Regions from separate parts of the Cricetulus griseus genome. Here region 1 is linked to region 2. The links are chromatin contacts, called in public Hi-C maps. All regions are on one chromosome and are shown on one strand. The core of a region is the stretch at or near the end of the contact, and the rest is flanking DNA. Distances in the headings are between cores, read along the strand shown.

What was found. A called contact is a pair of places that touch in the nucleus more often than the background predicts.
Region 1: a Hi-C map of fibroblasts shows a contact between it and region 2, with 2.9 times the contacts expected there. The contact joins the enhancer-like site here to the promoter of LOC100750349 in region 2. A contact is called at or near these places in 2 of 8 Hi-C or Micro-C datasets (the CHL-YN cell line and fibroblasts).

The regions. Positions count from the first base shown.
Region 1 is chr2:437,521,940-437,525,457 of CriGri-PICRH-1.0, reverse strand. Cab39 (calcium-binding protein 39) reads right to left here. Exons shown (of 9, transcript XM_027397438.2): 4 at 2,677-2,795. Among named protein-coding and RNA genes, the nearest start is that of Itm2c, 50 kb to the left of the region's middle. Within about 2 kb of position 1,902, at least 4 of the 6 cell types and tissues checked have open chromatin away from gene starts, as enhancers often do. A contact at or near this core is called in fibroblasts, where this site is marked.
Region 2 is chr2:437,414,374-437,418,122 of CriGri-PICRH-1.0, reverse strand. LOC100750349 (nuclear autoantigen Sp-100) reads left to right here and starts at 1,918. Exons shown (of 9, transcript XM_027397437.2): 1 at 1,918-2,051. The coding sequence starts at 2,005.

The DNA.
Region 1 (3,518 bases), core at 653-3,152, 110 kb before region 2:
ACTCATCACTTTCTGCTTCCTGACTGTGGTACAATGTGATAGCCGCTTCAAGCTCCTTCCACTGTGGCTTCCCACTACACCCAACTGTGACTACAAAGTCAAACCCTTCCTTCCTTAAGTTGCTTTTGTCAGGGTATTTACTATAGCAACAGGAAAAGTAACTGATACAACACCCAATATCTGAGTTAATAATAACAATGCTTAAACAATATATTCAATGCTTATCCAAGTTAGTGGCTAGAGCACCAATGAATTGAAATAATGGCACTGGCTTTCCCCATACAGATTCTATCTGGAGATAGCAAAGTTCATCACTGTGGAGAGGTTCTGCTTTATGGAAGAAAAACATTTAATTGGAAGAAGCAATACCAAAATCTACAGTGAACTCTTATTTATTGATTGATTGATTGATTGGAGGCAGGGACTTGCTATGTAGAACTGAAAGGCATCAAACTCATGGAGATCTATCTGCCTCTGCCTTCCAACTGTTATGATTACAAACAGCCTGTGACACCACACTTGGCCTAGTAAAATTTTAAACTAGGATAATATCCCTGGTATATATAAAAATCATTAGATTAAAGTTTGATAGCAAACTTCAAAATGAACATGATTACATTTCAGTGTGACAATGGGTACCAGTAACAGGTGGCAGGCAGTACATGGCCTCACTCTGAGGAACTCATGCATTGCTCAAGACAAATCTAAATCTTAACCACTGTTCCAAGGGATGAAAGATGGTGAAACATGCTAAATAAAGCCACAGGAATGAAAATTTAAAATACATGACTAAAACAATAATTTTCAGACACCCAGTCTCACTATGGAGCTCAGGCTAGCCTATTAAACTTTCTATGCAGCACAACAAAATGACTTCGACCTTGGAGGAGTCTCCTAAGTGACGGTATAGACATGTGTCATCACACTCTACTAAAGTAAGTAGTTTCTACAGAACAAATGACCCAGTTGCTTAACAAATTACATACATTTTTAGAAAATGAGGAGATTAACTATTATAGATTAGTAGAAAGCTAAGAGTTTTATCCATAAAACTCAGTTTGTAGACGTTAAAAAAAAAAAAACAATTTAAACAAACTCATTTTGTTACAATCAAGGAAATACAAAAGGCTGGACACTGGATTGTACCAGGTGTGTAGAAGGTATTGTGGTTTTTATAGCCTGCATGGTACACACACTGTATATGCATGATGGACATGGATGACCAATGCAGTCAAATTGTAAGCAAGAAAGAATAAGGACCACAGCAAGTAGGAATGGCATAAGGTTAATGACTCTGATGAGGGGTGTTGGGCAGGGAAGTTTTGCTGTCTTTTCTTTAGGGCTGTATGCTCAACTCCCTATAGACTGTAATGGAAGGGATGTGAGGATGGGTCCCTAGCCAAGCTCCAGCCTCAGGCTTTTCCTTCTTGCCTCTGGCTGAGAATTCTACTCTGACCAGCTCAGATGAGAGTTTTAAATATTAAACTATCCTTCAAAAGTCTTATTTTAGCCTAGAGTGACAGCTCACACTTTTAATCTTACCATTCAGAAAGCAGAAGTAGGTGGATCTTATGAGGACAGCAAGGGTTATATATTGAAACACTAGTTGTTTTGTTTTTTTAATACACTGTCTAAAAATATTTACATCAAAACTGTCATGAAATAATAGAAAGTGTTAACTAATTTATAGATTTTAATAAGCCTCTGGCTTCAATAACACAGTTCTAACACCACCTAAATTTCAGGGTACTTACACAGCACGTTTCCACAGGGACATGGGACTGATACAACAAAAGTTCTGCACAGCAACACATGAAGAAACAACATGGATGGGTAGAACAGAAAGGAGGAAGCAGGATGTTGGCATGTGACATGTCACTGACTCATGCTTTGTCTAAGCAAGTCTGAACTTGGGGGAAGTATTAAACCACAGAGATACAAATCCACATGAGGTAAGCTGTAAAGCTATGGGGAGGGGAGCAAGCTGATTCCCACCAGCAGTCATGCCAGTAATATGCTTGCCCACTAGTTTAGCAGAACACTGCCAGTGCTGGGAGGATCTCAAGAGCTGGCAAGCACTGCTGACTGACTGACTACCTTGCTAGCCAGGAAGGCTCAGTCCTGGGATAGAAGACCTCTTCATTTTTGTTAAACTTAGATCTTAGTTTTTAAAATTTTGTTTCTGAAATGGACAACCACACACATCATGAATGCCTGCTAGCCCAGGAGTAACTCCAGAAAATGCACAGTGCTGACCCCATAGCGCATGTTCTGCTGAATGAAGGTAAGGAGCACGCATGCCCCACTAGGAGGCTCCCACTGCTGTGAGGTGTGCATGCAGGTCAGGAGGGAGGCGGTATCCTTGGACTCATGACTTGGCTGGGATTTCAATGGACTGTCAACTGTTTCAATCTTACAGACAAAACTAGGGCTTTATTTCTTTCCTAAGGGCTCAGAATTCACCCATTGTAAGTATACATCTACAGGGCATGTTTGTGTTAGTTTAGTTTACAGGTCAAAACTTAAGGGCAATATGTTCAAGAGCTACAGAAAAGTTAAGATAAAACTAAGATAAAATCTTCCCATATTCACCAGCCTGGTTATCTTTCCCCACCCAAACAATTTTTTCCTTTTTATTTTCAACTAAGAATATAAACTTTATCACGTTGTACATACCCTTTCAATAACATGAACAAAATATTCTGTTGGGTGCAGATGTATTCAACAGTAGGAGTTCTTGTACCAATTTGTCTTCTGAGAATATTGTTGAAAATTTGAGCCACGTCTTTTTTGCCCTATTAGGAATACAATCATTAAAATATTTACCTGTCTAAATATTAAAATGTCCATCCACCCTTCAATATAAAGTCAAAGAGCCATTGTGTATTAGTTATGACTGAGTATCTGACTTTACAACATTTGTAGACATGAAAATTCTTATTTTATCTAGTTATAATCCCAAATTTTTGGTTTTAATAGTGCACACTTTTTTTAAACACAAGTTTATGAACGAAGTGAAATCTCATCACAATTCACAAGTGTTTCAACTACCACTAATGCTCAGAAGCACACTCACTCAGTATGGAAGCAGATGCTGACAGCACACTTACCACCTATATGGATATGAACCTACACAAGTGGATAGTTCTGTTGTGAATAATACAGCGTGTACACTTTCTTTTACAGAAATGGAAAGGGGGGAGACTGTACTCTCAGTGTAATGATGTCAGAGAATTCTGTAAAAAGCTGAGCTTTAATAGCAAGCAGATAAATTCTATTCAACAATGTCACATAGGAAAAACTTAAACTATATTAATAACAAAAGCACTAAGTGTCACGATACAGTAGTTCAAAGATGAGAACTTTACAAACACCACTGCACAGAACAGACAGACCATCTACTGAACCTTAACAATCAGAAAGCTGCCAAAGAAATTAATAAAGGAGAACTGGCCCCCAACAGATGTTTCAGAACAGCCACTGTCACGAGGCTGAGGAAGCCAGAGCACTGAAGCCCA
Region 2 (3,749 bases), core at 669-3,168:
GACAGTGGCCTGCATCTGCAATCCCAGCATTCCTATGAGAGACAGGGGAATCAGCCAGAAGTTTGAGGGCTGACTAGCTTGCAGAAGCTCAGGGCCAGCTAGCCTCATGCACTTGGTGGGGCAGAAACGAGAGAGCCTCCTTTAGCAACGTGGAAGGTGAGAACTGACCACTGAAAGTTGTCCTATGATCTCCACACAGCATGGTGTCATGGCTCATGCACACCTGTACCCATATAACACATACACAAAAATAACTTCAATAAGATTTATTTACTTTATTTTATGTGTATGAGTGTTTTGCCTGCATATATCTATATACACCATAAGTGTGCAGTGCCCACAGAAGCCAGAAGAGGGCATCAGATCTCCCCCAGGACTGGAGTTACAGTTATAGAATGCTTGTGAGCCAGCATGTGGGTGCTGGGAACCAAACCTGAGTCTCCCACAAGAGCAACATGTGCTCTTAGCCACTGAGCAATCCTACCAAGCCCTATAAATAAATTGTGAGGAAGTAATAGAGGAAAGGGAATGAGACAATAAAAGGCAGTTTTCAGGCCAGAGATCAGAGTTATTTATACAGAGGAGCCAAGGAACTAAGGTGCTCACTGAAGATCTTCCTGGTCCTCATGGGTTGAGGCTTACTTCTGGTTACTTGAAAACTCCAGCACACAGTTTGGGTTGCTTCAGGGTTTAGCATCCTGTCTGGCCAGATAAAACCCCACAGGTGGAGTTGTAGGTATTAACAAAGCACAGTACTTCCATGCAGGGATACCACCCGCAGATCTGATCACCACAACATCTGCCAGACCTGGTTAAAATCCCTGACAACACCCTAGTTTCCCCAGATTTACTTAGTGATGAAGGGACCTCTTTTAATAACCTCTTGGGCCATAAGGGATGCCGACTGACTGTATTTCCTTCTTGCTCAGCGTCTTCTCTTTGTGTCCCTTGTTTTTTGGTTTTTGGTCTCTGCAGCACTGAAGGGGTCAAGAGAGGAAAGGTTAGGCTTACAAAAGGTTTTTTTTTTTTTTTTGCTGCATTACAACTTTATCTTAGTATTCTCTGGATAGGCAGGTGACCAATTGTGTGATCATTTACTTGAGGAATATTTGGAGGCAGCTTCATGAAGTCTGACATTTCTGAGTGTGGTGATTTGAAAAAAAAATCCCCCCTCATCTCATGGGCTCAGACGTTTGAGTGTGGGCTCTCCAGTTTGGAGGTGCCATTTGGGGAGGATTAGACGTGGCCTACCTTGATGAAGTACATCCTGAAAGTAGGTTTTGAAGTTTCAAAGCCACACATCATTTTCAGTCGCCTCTTTCTGCTTCCTGCTTGCAGTTCCTGTATCCTGACTGACTCTAATTGCTATGATTCTCTGCCATGATATAACCGTATAAAAACCCAAATAAACTCTTCTATAAGTTGCCTTGCTCATGTTATTTTATCACAGCATTAAAAAAAGTAACTATTACACCTCTCTTCTCCAAGGTATCTCATATGTAAAGCAAATATCACCAAAGCTCCGAAAGTCAGAGGCTAAAAAATGCTTACGGTCCAAAAGGGGACTGTGCAGTAACAAAGGACTGCCACCAGAGGGCAGGATAGACTTTGCAGAAACCGTGAGAGGGAAAAGGGGCACCCTAGAAGCTGTGGGCTACATGCAAATTTCACTAACGTTTTCCCTCGCTTACTTCCTAAAACCCACCCAGCCCGAGGTCTTCGCTTTCGCCCTGCGTTCTGCCCTCTGTACTTGCCATTGATCAGAATTGACTCCCGCCCAGAGGAAGGCTGCGGCATTTCCCGAGGATCCCCAGACCTAAGGTGGCTGACTGGGGAAGAGCTGGGAGGATGCTGGGGCGGCAAGGATGGGGGAAGCACGGAAGAGCGTACCTATTGGAGGAGAGGGAAGGGGTTGTAGGAACAGCATGCGAGGTGCGCTGGGGGAAAGTGAACACAGAGACAGAGTTCCTCGAGGGTGAGCTGACTTCGAGCTTCCTCTCTGGGATGAGTCTATCATTCTTCGCTGAAGAAGTTTCCTGGGAAACACTGCTGTAAGGGAATTCTCTCGTTGCTCATCTTAAAAGGGTTCCGAAATGGCACACTTCGGGCCTTCAAGTCCTGTACCCTTCAAGGGAGTCAGGGCAGGAACCATTTACCAACCGGGTCTTTTGCAATGAGCAAAAAGCTCCATCAGGGAGGGACCGGAGGGGAGGCGTCTACTCCCAGAGGGCCGCTGGTTTCCAGTTAGTGCCCTGCCTTGCTCCTCCTCCCGAGGCAACGGTGGTGACGGTGACGGCAGCGGGGTGGGGGTGGGGGTGGGGTGGGGACACTGAAGGTGCCACTAGCACCAGCGGCTATAGTTTTGGGGTTCAGGAAAGGTCTCCAGCAATTTCTTTCTTCTAGGGAAAGAGCTAAGGGCACTTCCTCTTTGCCCAAGTTTAATTCCTTGCTTCATGTTCTATTAAACTTTTTAGTTTCAAGTGTATTCAGCCCCTGGCTTCTCACCACACCCCCACACAGGGTTGTGGCCTAATCGAGGGAGGAGGGCAGCATTATTTTGGAAGCACTGCTTCTTAGTAGACCCTGTAACCCCGCAGGATAGAACCCTTCTCCGGATTTGCTCTCTTTGTCCACATTACCCAAAATGATTACAGATTGAACACAACCCTTATAGAAGTTCCAACAGTCTTTCCCGCCCTGTCCTTCATCTTGTAATCAGTTTTTGTTTGTTTCCGCACAAAAATGGAAACGCTGACCCTCTGAGTCAAATGGCACAGGAGAGGTCCCGGAAGAGCCGGAAGATCTTGGATAGGACCAAAGATGGATGACTCATACTCCCCATCTTTGAAACTTACTTCAAACCTACAGTTATCTAGGCAGTGGGGTTCTGGCATAGGGACTAACAGATGGATTGAAGAGATGGACGAGAAAGCCCAGAGATACATTTGCAGACATAGGTACATTTACTGCAGGGATGTTAAGACTAAACGTAAGTTTTTTTTGTTGTTGCTTTTTTGGTTTTTAGAGACAGGGTTTCTCTGTGTAGCATTGGAGGCTGTTTTGGCACTCGCTCTGGAGACCAGGCTGGCCTCGAACTCACAGAGATCCGCCTGCCTCTGCCTCACGAGTGCTGGGATTAAAGGTGTGCTCCTCCAACACCCGGCTAAACGTAAATTTTTAATGTTATTGAATTCCATACATAACTACTGTATTTATATCATTTCTATTGTCCCCTCTCTCCTGTTCGTCTTACCCCCTTGCAAAGTATTGACCTCTTCTTTCATTATTATTGTTACACATATATCTCTGTATATATCTATCATCCATCCATTCATCCATCTATTATCTGTCATCTATCTATCTATCTATCTATCTATCTATCTATCTATCTATCTTGACACAGGACACACCAAATTCTCAACACAAAGGAGATTTATTTGCCCCAGAGGGACAAAGGGCAAAGAAATAGAGACAAAAGAGAGGGGGAAGAAAGGGGCAAGGGAGATGGGGAAGGGATGTTTGTCCCAAAGGGACAAAGGACGGCCTCTGGATAGAGAGATGGTCAAGATTCACAGGCAAATGGCAGTTTATAAACCCTGTGTTAGGATGAGTTTAGTAAGAAGGAGGTAAGGGAAGGGCAAGGCCTGCAAGAGCCATGTTTGCCCTCCTCGGCCTACTAAAGACCTTCATATGCATGTATGTGTATGTATGTATGCACACACAGCCTGCTGAGTTCACTTAGTGTTGCC